Linked DNA regions of Zea mays: region 1 is linked to region 2. A link is a contact called in public Hi-C data. All regions are on one chromosome and are shown on one strand. The core of a region is the stretch at or near the end of the contact, and the rest is flanking DNA. Distances in the headings are between cores, read along the strand shown.

Region 1 (7,210 bases), core at 1,737-4,236, 140 kb before region 2:
CTGGAAATATCTCTGTATACGGATGCACATGTATACCAACCAAAGGGGTGTTGTATTATACATTAGCTTGTGTGTTTTTTATCCGTTTTTAACCTATTGTTTTCACTCTGGAGATTTTGCTGACTTGCTCTGAATTATGCATGCAGTGGTGTTTTCTCCCTTTTTAGGCCTGGATCGGTTATTCCTGTCATACATGAATTAGATGTGATTAGAAAAAATTAAGAAGTTTAACTTTTTTGGAATTTAAACTTACTTAATCCACATGAATGAGAGCGAACCGAATAAGTCCTTATGTGGTATGATAATATATATACCCTTTTTTTTATTTCACTGACTCCTTGCATTTTACATTTTACAGTTCATTTTTAGCAGGAGTAAAAAGAGATTTGTGCTACAGTAGCAAATAGTTCAGTTACGTGATGAGGAGCCACAACAGGCTAGAGCCCGTGGTCGCGCATACTTCGTGTTAACGCTAGCAAACATGGCAAGATTTATGACTTTAAAATATGTCAAGATTCTCTAAGTCTGTTGTGGCGATAAATTTGAGCGACTAACCTTAAGTAATTGTGACATAAAATATATAACAATTTATGACACTTTAGACATACGACCAAATATCTAAGTCTGTTGTCTTTTACATGCATGCAATGTCTCAGAAATTGTTGGTCTCCAAGCATGCTTGTCTAGTCCCAAATTTTAGTGACTTTTGCCAAGTAGTTTTTTACATACAATGTGACTTTTGTCAAGTAGTAATGGTATTTTTGTTTGATGTTTGGGCCCAGAGGACGTACAAAGACGAGATTTTTAATTTCAACCCTTTTAAAAATATCTATAAAAATAGCATTAGAGATCAGGCAAACCAAATTATAGTATTGATTTTTTTGGCATGGTTGGCTAGCTGCATGTTGATTCTTGTCACGCTGCCGACTCGGACACGGTAATCGGCTAATCGTGCCATCCCATTTTTGTGTGAGCGACTTGAGAACCCTCGGTGTCATTACAGAGATCTACGGATCCATTTGAGTTTGAGTGTAGTGACAAAAACTATAGGAACACCTAACACTAAAAGAGTGTGAACTAGACAATCTATTTATCACTAAACTAAGGCGCTTTATTTCTCATAATAAAAATACTATACAACATGTAAACTATCTTATGCACGACTACGATTTTTACTAAATGTTGCTACCTCTACCATAAAGAGTTATGCAACACAGGTTCTAAACCTATCCATTACCTTATAACTAAGCTAAAAAGATAAAACACAACCAAATTAACATGATCTAAATATGGAAAGTTAAGTGCAATAGTGATACAAACTTTCATCAATGACTTCGGTATTTTTTATCGAAGTATCGAGAAGCGCATAAGCTTCCTTCTAGTTTTTATTGGATCTCCTTGCAAGGATGCCCACACGGGGGACCAAGCTTTCAGTCGGGTAACTTCATGGATATCCTCATGTCTTCAACACATGCAAGTGGTGCTTTGGTGTGGGTGTGGCATCTCCCGGATGCTGTCTGCCTTCTTCAATATGAAGTTTCTTACTAAAACCCCACATACCTTGTTCCCTCTAGTACACGGTGTTTGCCATACTATAAACATGGTTGGTGTGATATCGTAAGGCCACAAGGCCCTCTAATACAACTAATATACTGGTGCATGCAAGCACCAAGGGGTAAAAAGTGTCTAGCCTCATTTCTAATGTCAGGCCTAAACCTAGAGCAAACACTATATAAAGTGGTCTAACTAACCTAAGCACCTACGCTAATCACCGAGTGATCTTTAGGTACTTAAGTGTCTAGAGCTACTAGAAATAAGTGTCAACTCACTTGCAATGTTCCTCGGATCCCACATTCCTCAAATGGTTGACTTGAGTCTTATTTATAGCCCCAAGGCGTAGACTAGCTATTAAAAACACAGCATGCCTCATTGTGTATCATTAGACCAATATGTAAGGGTCCAACACATCTCAACGGCTATTGAACGGCTATTGTGTCAGTAATATGTCATCACTAGACATTACTGACCATCGGGTATGCTTGTATTGTGTGACATCTACCGTTGGACTAGTCTGATGCCCTGTTTCTCACTCTAGAACCTTTTCTATGTGATCGTCAGACTCTATATCAAGGGTTTGACTCATTGTGAATAGTATGGTCCGACGTCTTCTATGAGTGTGAATAGTGGCACCATTCGAGGTCTCACTCTAGGTTTGTGTGACCTTACTAACTAAAATTATGTATGTGAGGTCTCTCTAGCTATGCATTTTAGTTGCCTAACTTAGACAGAGACTGGTAGTTTTGCTAGACCAATTAGTTTAATTTTATATTTGTTTTGATTGACCAATGTGATTATAATTAGAAGAGTTATTCATGTCCTCTTGTTCGTAATCTCAACCCTACAACACTTTACGTGTACAATTAGAAGAAAAAAACAGCCAACGAACAGAACCCCAGGTAGCACAATTTTCTGCAATTGATTTTCGACAAACGCAAACTTCAATCTGCATGCAACTCTTCTCGTTTGGCCTGCAACACCATGAGTTCACCTCACAGTAAGGTTGTAAGTTCAGTCCTCTGCACGGCAATGGATTATGGATCCACGAATAGTTGCACCGCACAAAGAGAAGGATTTTTTGATTCTTTACTCGGACAATCGGACATGAAAAAAAAATCCTTTCGTCTGTCTCACACCAAACCACAGGTCTAAGGTTCACTCTCGGTTGCGGTCGTTCTTACATGGACTATGATGCCATCTTACCACAAACAACAATTCGATATTTAAGGTTTCATATTTTTCCATATTTGATAAAATTTACAAAAAGCTATATAAAAAAAAATCTAATGAGAGCACTATTTGTACAAGAGGTAAGAACCACTTTGAAGGCGACAATTCAATTTTCAAACCTGCCCTCGCCTGAATTGTTGTAGGCTGTGCTTGTGCTCCGCTACGATCCAACAACGCGAACTGACCCAATTGGCTTTGGTGGGCCTAGAATAGCACCTCCATGCTCCTTTCGAGCTGATACGCCGCACAATTCTCCCCCCGCACACCTGTAAAGCCTTTTATTTAAAAAGAAAAGAAATCTTAGGCCTATCCATATTAATCTTTTACGAAATTGATTGGCGGTTCATCGACATATATACTCAGCACAAGTTCAAAATCATATATATGATATAATACGCCTACGTTCTTATATGAGCCTGCAAATACCAAATGAGATGCATGCTGACGTGGAAGAGAGATGAGATTAGACAGATAAAAATAGGTTATAATCCATTCACTATTTTTTATTTTTCGTGTTTTAGTTTAAAAAATGAACTAGGGTGCGACAAATATTTAAGAACGGGTAAGTTTACACATGCTTTAGACATAAGAACGAGAAAAAAACTTTGTATTTATGTGTAGTACGTGGTCTCGGCATCCACTGTTGTCTGGTGGCCATAAAAAAATGATCTATTATTGTCACCTTTGTGATTAATATCCGGGGAACCGAAACGAGGTATGAAATGAAATCAACAACGACACGTCAAAAAGTGCCACGGAAAAAAAGGCACCTTTTGACGCCGACCAGCGACCACGCCCGCAGCCACCTTCTGAATTCCTGATCCTTTATTCTATAGATAGACGTTACCCTTGGATCGAAGATATGCTATGGCGTTGAACTCGACACGACCCGTTTAACTTTCTAAAGAATTTACTGTCTCTCTATATTATAAAGGTTCACCAAGATATAATTAATAAAGAGCGTTCTATCATTTTAGGAAACGATCTTCGGTTATTACCGTAAAATGACTGAAAAATCTTCAGTATTAAAATCTTGATAGAACGATGAACAACGCTACCCTACACACGCACATCCACACCCAAACCCACACGCATGCACGCACATATATATATATATGAACTATATCATAGTAAACACTTGTATAAATTATTAGAGTTCATTGTTTAATTTTTTAATAATATTTTTTATCGTCGACTTCAATAATATTATGAATTTATCTGTGATCAGACTGGACGAGTTCATTCAAGATAGATTTAATAAGTAAAATACACTATCAATCTCCAAACTTGTAGTGTTGTATCATTCCGGTCTCTAAAGTCTTAAAGTACATATTCAGATCTATAAACTTGTGAAGTTTTGTATCATCCCAAACCCTAAACCCTCAACATGCACATTTTGGTTCATATACTTCTATGACTGTGTTATCTGGGTTTATAAACTTGTTTTTGGTGTCATCACAGGTCCAAAAAGTTTGGATTTCGATGACACTGAAAACAAGTTTAACAACTCATATGACACAATCATACAAGTATAAGGACCAAAATAAGCACTTTGAAAGATAGAATTTTACAAGTTGATAAGATCTAGATGTATATTTTGGGAGTTTAGAGATCAAGATGATACAACACTATAAATTTAGGGACCGACAACAATGTATTTTACTCTAGATTTAATCTACAACATGAATATTTTTTTAATTTGTACGTATGGTTTATCCATTGTTTATGTAATGATTGCTTTATAAATCAATATAAGCTTAAAAGTGTAGACTTCTAAGCTAGACCACCATAGTTTTAATTTTAAACCCTCACAACACGTTATTTTTTTATGTCTCTTTTATATATTCATGCATGAGGACATGCATGTACAATGTAGATACCGCGAGATAGATCTCCAAGTATAAAATACACGTAAGACAGTTTAATATAAAGAGTGTATCTAAAGCCTTGTATCTTAATTAATGCTTGATATTTTTTGTATAAAGGATGGTTAATTTATTGTGCATATGTACTATGCATATACATATATGTTGCATACTTGACAAATTTAACAAAATAAAACATACATATATGATTGGAGAACCGTGTATGCAGACTCAACTATACACTAGATGTATGCAGACTGTACTTCATAAACTAATTTCTAAAATTCTAGTAATCAGATTCTGGTAACACCATTCATTCATCTAATTGCTAACAATAGTTAACACCATTCGTTCATGGACAAAACAGGAGCACTCCGTCCTGCCTCGCTCTGTCCAAACACCGGCCCAACGTTTCAGTTTTTTAGTTTCTGGTCACTAGAATTTGCTGCAGACTATTAAATACCTAGCTTTTCACCTCGTGTCTATGAGAATTATTTTAGTCAAAATAATCTAAAATAAACTTAAACACAGAACCATTGAGATATTAGAAAATCGTCACTTTCTACATTCTAGACCGTCTGAATTCTTTTATCTTCCTACATATATACTCTCCATGATTCTTAGATTCTCTTCACAACCAGATTTTTCAACAATCAGATTCTTAGAAAAGTTCCTCAGAAATAAACATGCCATTTGTCAACCAATTGGCCGCACTTGGCGTACATATCGAGCAACGCGGCGACCACTACGTTCGCTAGGAGACCCAGTCTGAGCACGAGACCATGCGCCAGGGCTCGCGAGCATCAGCCGGTCAGCCCGCTGCCAGGAACGACGCGCAAGGAAGGAAGAAGATATAGAGAGTGGTTGTTCTATTCTCATGTCATGCATACAGTATTTATTACACACCGGTGATGGATCACTCGGCCCAATACTGGTTCTAGGGATGATAATTTAATTCGTAAACCAAAACCCGATGGATACCTGACCCGACGGGTGCGGGCACAGATGAAGATTTTGACCCGCGGGTGCAATCCGTAGTCGATCCAAAGTTTCACGGGTGTAGGCGCAGGTTTCTATTTCAATTCGCGGGTGACCTGTATCCGACTTGAAATTTAATTTATTCTTTATTTTGTAAAAAATGATTAAGATTCGATGGTAATTATTTTGAATAAATAACTTAGCTAATGATTTATGAAATGTTTTGTTGGTGCTTAATATGAGAAGGCTTAAAATATGTGGATATAATTTAAATATTGTTGGTACTTAATTGCTTATAGTTAGATTATTGTTTAAAAATGCACACGGTGTAAAAACCCGCGGATGACCCGAAACCCGACGGGTGCAGGTTTGGAATTGCACCCGTAGGTATGATCGTAGGTTAGTTTAGTTAGACTTCGCACGCGATCTTGGGCGGTTTTTTGCTTCACCTGACCTGAGCCCGACCCATTGCCATCTCTAACTGGTTCAGACGATTCACCTTGGTAGACACGGACGCTGGAGAACATGGTCCGGTCTTGTTAGAGATGCTCTTATTGTCTAAGTTCTAGTAGTAAGTTGTAACCACTTTTAATTCTAGTCCTATATATAATATAAGACGTGCTCTCTAGACATGCGTACATCAATATGATAGTACTAGTGTTGATAAAAAGAATTAAATATATGTTTGTCTTTAAATAGAAATGATTATGAAATGATTATGTCGCTGTTTGAACTGCTGTAGGCTGCAATCTATATATAGGATAAAAATACTATAAAAACAGTAGGAGGCGGTACGAATTAAAGTCAAGTGATCATGGGACTGTTATATATTTAGAATGGAGGGAATATATATGCTAGCACGGAGGGAGTAAATATGTCTTCGTGTGTGAGGATTTGTTTCTCTCGTGCCATAGGCTGGCCCGTAACCGGAGTAGGATGCGGCGTGACGTTATTTAGGCTGACGTGATGGCCTAATAGACTGACGTGACATGATCCATTGACGGGGCTAGATGATGTGTGGTGTCGTGCCGTGACCGGATCTGTGCCGGCGCCGCCAGGAGGCCAGCATACTTCCTTGGAATCCGACCACACGTCCAACTGATCCAACAAAATATTCTAGGCAAGATCAGCTAGCAGCAAATCTACGGTTGATGTCTCAGCATGAAGTCTCCGTGGGACGACAGAAAACCAGTGGCATGGTTCTGGTTCTGTTACTACGGCCAATTGACCAAGTGATCGTGAATATAGCCGTGTAAAATATTATTTTGCTATATATATTAATGTTATGTAGATTATCCTAGAGATAGCTTTAGTATATATTTGCAGAACAAACGAAAACATGTGTCATATATCGTATTCAGTTGGACGCTTATTATAAGCATAGTTACATTTTTAACCTACAAAGTTACATTTAGGTAGTTCTCACTAATATGCTCTAGCATTGTAGGGAGTAGGGACAGTGCATGCTGTTTGGAACCAAATTGAGCCTTGTGGACGGTCCGGCCCTGAGGTCGGACGGTCCGCGGTCAGGACAGTCTGCGTCTGGGGCCGGACGGTCCGCGCGTGCGCAGAGCAGATTA
Region 2 (7,310 bases), core at 1,359-3,858:
CGAGAGAGGGTGAAAACAAATCTCAAGCAAATAAAGAGTGAGACGCAATGATTTGTTTTACCGAGATTCGGTTCTTGCAAACCTACTCCCTGTTGAGGTGGTCACAAAGACCGGGTCTCTTTCAACCCTTTCCCTCTCTCAAACGGTCACTTAGACCGAGTGAGCTTTCTCCTTAATCAAATGGGTCACTTAGACCCCACAAGGACCACTACAAACTTAGTGTCTCTTGTTTTGATTACAAGTGCCTTGAGAATAAAAATGGGAAGGAAGAAAGCACGATTGCAAAAGCCAAGCGGCAAGAGCGACAAATAACACACGGAACACTCTCTCTCTCAAGTCACTAATCACTAATGATCACTTGTCTCAATTGTGGAACTTGGAGAGATTGGAGACTTTGATTGTGTCTTGGAATGGATTGCTAGCTCTTGTATTGAATGTTGAGGATTGGAATGCTTGGTTGAAGTGAATGGAGGTGGTTGGGGTTGTATTTATAGCCACCAACCACTTCCTAGCCGTTGCTCCTTTCTACCGACCGCGGACGGTCCGCCCGCCTGGTCCGGACGGTCCGCCCCTGCAGATCAACGGCTGAAAACGCAACGGTCAGCAGTAACGGCTATATCAACGACTATATTGCATTTAATGCGTCGTCAGATATCAAATAAAGCCAGTCGCGGACGGTCCGGTCGTGCACCCCGGACGGTCCGCGAGGACGCTATAATTCATTTGGCCGAACCCGTCACCTTCGGGTTTTTCTGTTCCTCACCTACCGGACGGTCCGCGCCTGAGCCCGGACGGTCCGCGCGTGGTCTCGGACGGTGCTTCCTCTTCCATCGGACGGTCCGCAGTAGAGACACATGTTTTTGCATTGGTTCTGCCCGAGGGTTATTTAGGTGTCACGGACGGTCCGCCGCAAAGGCCCGGACGGTCCGCGCTTGGCCTGATTTTCCAAAAAGCTTCTCCTGTCCGAAATAATCTACGGTATTCCGGATAGCCGATTTAGTATAGTGGTAGATGAACCTTTGGCACCTGTAGAACATATAATCTAAAGCAAACTAGTTAGTCCAATTATTTGTGTTGGACAATTGAACCACCAAAATCAATTAGGAAAAGGTGTAAGCCTATTTCCCTTTCAGTAGTTAATCGGACTATTAGCTATGGTGTTTCATCTACAAAAGGCTAATAGTTGAATTATTATTGAGGTTGTTTAAATGTTTCTAACTAATTTGAATAGTTAATTATTAACTTGAGTGTATTCAAACAAGGCCTAAAAGTAGGGATCTATCGAGTTTGGTGACATACTTTGGTAAGTTATATAGGATTAGACAATCACCCACACGACTTGGGATGGTTTCAGACGTTATTAGAAAATATACTAAAGACAAAAAAGGATGTCTAGCATGCGATATTATTAGATGTTTGGTTTTAAGAATCACTCAATCCAAGATAAGATGACGCATCATGAGCCTATTTCTCAAATTTTTCTCAAATTTAGTGGGATAACCCTCATTTCTTATATTAGTATTAACTAACTAAATATGAAAAATGAGGTGGTGATGGATCAACTCAATCTATTCCGCAAATAAACAAAAAAGTGAGAAATAAGATGGTGGACTAGATTATTCCTTAAACCAAACACCCTATATATTTCCAATCCCGTTGATTAGAGACGGGGCAGCAAGCCAACCAGTGAAGCCAGCCGTCAGCCGGAGAGGAAGTCATGTTGAAAAATGGGTGGGAGCAGCAGAGCCACGAAAAAGTGTACCGCGGATACGTGTTCAGCACTGTCCTAATCCTTCAGCTTCATTATTCAAAATTGATTCTGTTTTCCACTCACCAGCATTATGTTAGCCAGTCAACGAAGCATTCGGTGTTGCAACTTTGTAATAAGTACACAAAATAAAGGTAACATACCACCAACACGAACTTTATTTCTGGTCAACTGTCCTGTCAAACGGCCTCTGGAAATTCAAAAATACACTAGAAAGTAGAATGATGTGCTTGCTATACAGATAATTATCTCCTCTAGTGCTAAGTGCTGGCTTAAAAAATCGATGGTATCTTGCACTTATTGGAAAACATGGAAGTAGAAATGCAGCAGTCCAGGTCAGTCCTATAGTATCAAAAATTTATGTGGTGTAAGACTCGACGATTGTCTTGTCCACAATCAGCTAATAACGTAAGGCCCGCAGCAGCAAATTATTCTTTATTCCACCTTCACCTCTGCACATCCGTATCCTAAAACCGAGGAGACAAATCAGTAGAAGTCCACCACCCCCGATATGGTGATGGGAGGGTCAATCGGCACCCGTTCTGCTTTTCCTTCTGAAGCCAGCTGCGGCAGCATGTTTGCCTCCTTTGGAGTGACGCCTGGAGCCGTCCACAGAGTGGCATGTGGCCACTCGTTCCTGGAATTGATCGGCTCATCGTTTACTGCTCCCAGCTGTGCCTCGAGAGCGGCCATCTTGTCAGTGTAGTACAATGCGTTGAATGACACGGGGACTTCCTGGTGCTGGTAGATGCCATAGCTTGCGACAGCAGACACACCATGGCCTCGTTTGTGGGCAAGGGTGACGTGAACCTTCGTTAGGTTGTCCTCCAGTCTTATCTTGTTCACAAAACTGTCGACAGCCGTGTCCTTCTCTGCCACCTGTTATAGTAACGCAGCATAGGACAAGTGTCAGATTGCAACATCGTCACTGCAATGACAACCTACCATGAGTCCTTCACAGCAACATACAGAACAATGTTTTCTCAGCGCAGCTGAGCATATACACTTCTTACCTTACGGAGAAGGCCCAATATATCAGGCGGGGTTAATCGAACAGCAGCAAACATGATATTTCCAAACTTCCGCTTCCCAGTATCAGGTGTTTTGAGATCACCCTTTGCAACAGCTTTTAACTGTTCCAGTACTGCTTTCACAGCATAGTCAAAAGGAACCTAGAAAAAAAAGTATAGATACCATCAGAACTGCATCATGATTTCTGGGTGCTTAAGTTGCACCATTATAACAGACCCTTGTGGTGTAAGTGTACAGGATTAAGATCAGTGCATAGTAGACCAATGAAAGACCTGATTAAGCACATCACATGAAAATGAAAATGCTACTGCTACACCATATTAACATTAGTATGGTGCTCCCTTTCCCACATAAGGTTGAGCCAATTTAGACTACTGATCTACCAGTAACTTATCTTGGCCTAAGCAAACAATTCTTTTAATGTTATTTAATTCATAACATTGGTGGACGGACTTTTTTTTCTCTAACACGCAAGAGAGGTGGATGGAGGACTTGTATGGCATAATCTAGCAACCTCCAAGTTCTTATTGGAGTCCTCATATATAAAGTGTAAAAGAAATTACTACAGCAAACTACTTAGTTATCGTAGATTTGTAGTAGACCCACATGTTAAAATGTGTATAAACATTCAGCAACCATTATAATCTCGAATAATAAATGAAATATGGTTACCTGAATTGAGTTAAGATGATCAGCATTCCCAAACAAGGTCGCACGCAACCTTTGTTCCCATTGTGCCCATTCTTTAGCGTATGAACCTTTTGATGGCTCTGCTCTGATTTGACATCGTTTTGCAAAACATCAGGCAATGTATATAGACATGTGAAAACCACTAGTTATGTCAACATCATCAGATGAAGTAATACTGCTACAAGTGTGGTTAACTGTTTCTACAGAAAAGGGGATTTGGAGAACATTCTTCTCTATACAAGTGTGATTGAAGATTGGACAAAAGTATTCCCTCGACGACATAAATATGAAGTAATACTATGTATAAAATAAGGGTTATACTGCTAGTCTGCTTGTTTTTGAGGAATGTTAATCTGCTATTGAACAAAGGCATTCGACCCTATACAACCAGAGTGTTGTTTACTGTTCACAACGTGCTAAAAAGGGGGTTTTAATATTAATATGCATTTCAGTTTCATACCTTCCATGCCTGCTCCGATGCATCTTGAACAAGCTAATCCCCTCATCTAAGATGGCTTTCACCGCATCAGGCAATGGCGCTCTGAAATCAGGAGCAAACAGTACTAGTAACATCAGCGTGATTTTATTTTTCTTGCACAATACTGAAGGGGGTCATTTTCTTGGAAAATAACCATAATTTTTTCCTGTAACTGCATAAGCACAGCTCATCGTTGAATTAAAAAAACAGAACAAAACAATGCAAAAAAATCCTACCTATCTGGCTTCAGGAGAGGCATCTTAACAAGGGAGCCAAAACGTTCATAAAGTTCATTTTCAAATTCTCTTCGACTCTGAAATTGACACCGTTGATGATTTGGCATATTTCAGTAGCTAAAAGCAATTTTCCATGATATATACATACCTTGCCATCATACAAGTGGTAAAACATTAGCAAAACATAGCCTGCATTAGGTGAGGCCTTGTCCAGATTTCCCTTTTAAATGACAAGTTAATATAATATCAGCCATATCACAATGCATAAAAATGACTAACAAATTTGCATGAGTAAATATAGACTACTAACAGGATGATTGACCCGCTGGAGGACGCGAAACATGAAAACGGCAAGAGCCTCAAGAGAAAATGGATTTGAATCCGTGCCTGGCAAATCAAGAAAACAGAGCAAAAGCTACATGATCAAACTTAATGATGCAAGAAAATGAGCTAACAATAGTGTTGTTCTTGTAAAATCTAAAAAAATCATCTTTAGTTATATACAAAATCCAAGGCCCTACTGCAGTACACCAAAAGAGTTCTTGTTAAAGTACACTCTTCAAATTTTTTACCACTCAAGGACTCTTCAAGCCCATAATAAGTTCATAGCTGTAATTTGGAAGTTCAAGCTAAGGTGTGATGTTGTATGTCACAAATCCAAACTGCAGCCCACAAATGTATGAAGAATCGCCAGTTCATCATTAATGTTCACATGAAGTAAAAACAAAGAATGAGACAAGGGAATGAAAAATAATTATTAAGTACATAGGACACCTTCTGAGTCAGGAACCACAGGGACAGCAGCTGCCTTTGTGGACCCACACATATCCTCGATCTGGAAACAATGATTTATCAGTTCTATCTCTACTGTTAAAGTAGCCTAAAAAGTCAAACCACAAAACATGCAAAAAAAAATTGCTATGATTTATGATGTCAATCTTGCCTGCTTCCAAACTTCTTCATTTGGTGCATTTTTATCAGCAAGGGTTATTCTAGCTGGCTTCTTTCTTCTTTCATCAGCGACCTTTTGCCAGTATCTTCCTGTAATAGTTAACAAACATACAAATTAAACTCAATCTAGAAGCCTAGCCTAGGTCATCAACCAAATAGGATTCACCTGAACCTGCGGTGGTCTGACAAATGAATATTACTTCTCCTAGTATAATTAGAATAATAAAGAATCCTCCTATTCTATCTCAGTGTCATGCCCCGTGATTTAGTTAAGTGAGGAGCTTTGAACATCAATGGTTGAGAATTTAACTGATGGCAGCAGCACCAAAGCTGAGATGCAAGTGACGCTGCACCATGGATGCAAGAGTTGAGGATGGAAGATGGAGGGCAGGGGATGTGGCCAGTGTCGGAAATGACAGCACCAAGGGCTGAGACGCAAGAAATACTGTCAGGGAAGCGACCATAGATCATGGACAGCCCTTTGAAAACTGCATACCCAAACATCTATCGCATTTATAATAACCAACAGATAACTATAGCTGAGGCAAGGAGAAACAACTGCAATCTAAGCTTTAGAAGAAATTTTGGACCAACAGAAAGAGGTGAATGACTTGATCTGATAGAGAATAGAGATTAGATGGTAACTTAATCAAGGGACACAGGACAGTATTGTGGATATTGCAATCGTCAGGAAGTTCACTACCAGATCACTCTACAGATGTATTACCTTTGGCAGATGATAGAGCTTAGAATGCAAAAATTGCGGGCAACCAAAGTTCCCCTAAAATTCTAGATTTCCCTGTGGATATTATCGCATAACAGATTGCAGATCAGTTGAGGATCATGAAGTGGGATGGCCCTACACTCTGTAAACTTTGTGGGAAAGAAGAATCAGCATATCATCTTTTTCCAGATGCTCTTTAGCAGTGTTGGTCTTGTGTTGGACTAGGGAAAGATTACAGTGGCAAATTATACCAACATCCCAAAAACATTTTGAGGGAACAAAACAAATCAAATTGGAGGGTGGTTCATACTTAGCTGAGGTGTGCTGGAGTCTGGAAACTAAAAATGACTGGGTTATTTTCCTATTGTTTCAGTATCTTCACCTCAATGTGTACCTCCGTTTTAAATTATAAGACGTTTTGGTTTTTCTAGAAACATTGGTCTAACTGTGTATCTAGACATTTGTGCATATCTAAGTGCATAGCAAAAGCTATTTACCTAGAAAAGTCTAAATGTCTTACAATTTGAGCAGAGGGAGTAGTGTGACTCTGGTTTTTTTACAGCATTGGAGCAGGATGGAAAGGAAGGAGTACCAGACATGGAGGAGCAAACTGTTGCAACATCTGAAGCACACACTGACAGGCCAGTGATGGTGTGAAGTGCTGGTGGTTCTAGCGCCATAACATGAGGCTGTGGAACCTCTGTCACTTGTACTAAGATTGTTAGTTACGGTAGGATGATGTTTCTTTTCGTTTAGTTTTTTGTTAGTGGAGCTTTTTTAGCGAGTAAACTCAGTACCCTTGTTTTGTAAGCTGGTAATCCCAGTCATCACTTCTCTAAGCTTTCTGCAATGTCGGACATGGCTATGGTCTAAAAAAACTCGACCTGCGGAGTTTAAGACAGCCTTCGGGCATTATATTAAGAAGACCTTAAGCAGGTCAAGAAAATCACGGAACCCCGGCCCCACCCATACACAGCGGCACCGTAGCCCATGTGAGAAACGACCGTGAACAGGGCCTTAGACCTGTGCTTTGACATGGGACAAACGAGAGGATTTTTTTAACCACAACCTGAAATTCGCTCCTATGGGGAGTTGAACCTAGGACCTGAAGTGTTATTCAGACCATCTAACCAACTCAGCTAGAGGCCTTTTCACGGCCATGGCTATGGTCTAAAAATCTATTTTGCTAGTCACTGGTGAGAGATGATGGCCTCCAGTTAGGGATTCATGACAGAGGGCAGTGGCAGAGCTGCATTCGCTGAAGAAAAAATGAACGGCAAAAGGAAAGAGTGGCAGTGACAGAGTGGAGATATTTTGGATGTGAAGTCGAACCGAGTGTGCTAGGGCAGCACATGGCAGCGATGGACTAAATGGGTCAACAAGCAAATGGCAGCTTGGATTGGGCTGATCCAATATATTATTAGCACCCTC

Evidence for each region. A called contact is a pair of places that touch in the nucleus more often than the background predicts.
Region 1: a contact with region 2 is called in a Hi-C map of ear, with 2.7 times the contacts expected there. The contact joins two enhancer-like sites. A contact is called at or near these places in 11 of 25 Hi-C or Micro-C datasets (bundle sheath, ear, endosperm and 2 more).

What each region holds. Positions count from the first base shown.
Region 1 is chr7:15,436,422-15,443,631 of Zm-B73-REFERENCE-NAM-5.0, reverse strand. No RefSeq gene overlaps it. Among protein-coding and RNA genes, the nearest start is that of LOC103632085, 23 kb to the left of the region's middle. Within about 2 kb of position 2,986, at least 15 of the 20 cell types and tissues checked have an H3K27ac peak or open chromatin away from gene starts, as enhancers often do. A contact at or near this core is called in ear and leaf, where this site is marked.
Region 2 is chr7:15,299,554-15,306,863 of Zm-B73-REFERENCE-NAM-5.0, reverse strand. LOC103632082 (tRNA ligase 1) reads right to left here. Exons shown (of 27, transcript XM_008653934.3): 19 at 5,148-5,245; 20 at 4,979-5,039; 21 at 4,515-4,591; 22 at 4,353-4,424; 23 at 4,205-4,281; 24 at 3,951-4,031; 25 at 3,473-3,575; 26 at 2,782-2,940; 27 at 1,898-2,647. The coding sequence ends at 2,255. Among protein-coding and RNA genes, the nearest start is that of LOC103632083, 22 kb to the right of the region's middle. Within about 2 kb of position 2,608, at least 14 of the 20 cell types and tissues checked have an H3K27ac peak or open chromatin away from gene starts, as enhancers often do. A contact at or near this core is called in ear and leaf, where this site is marked.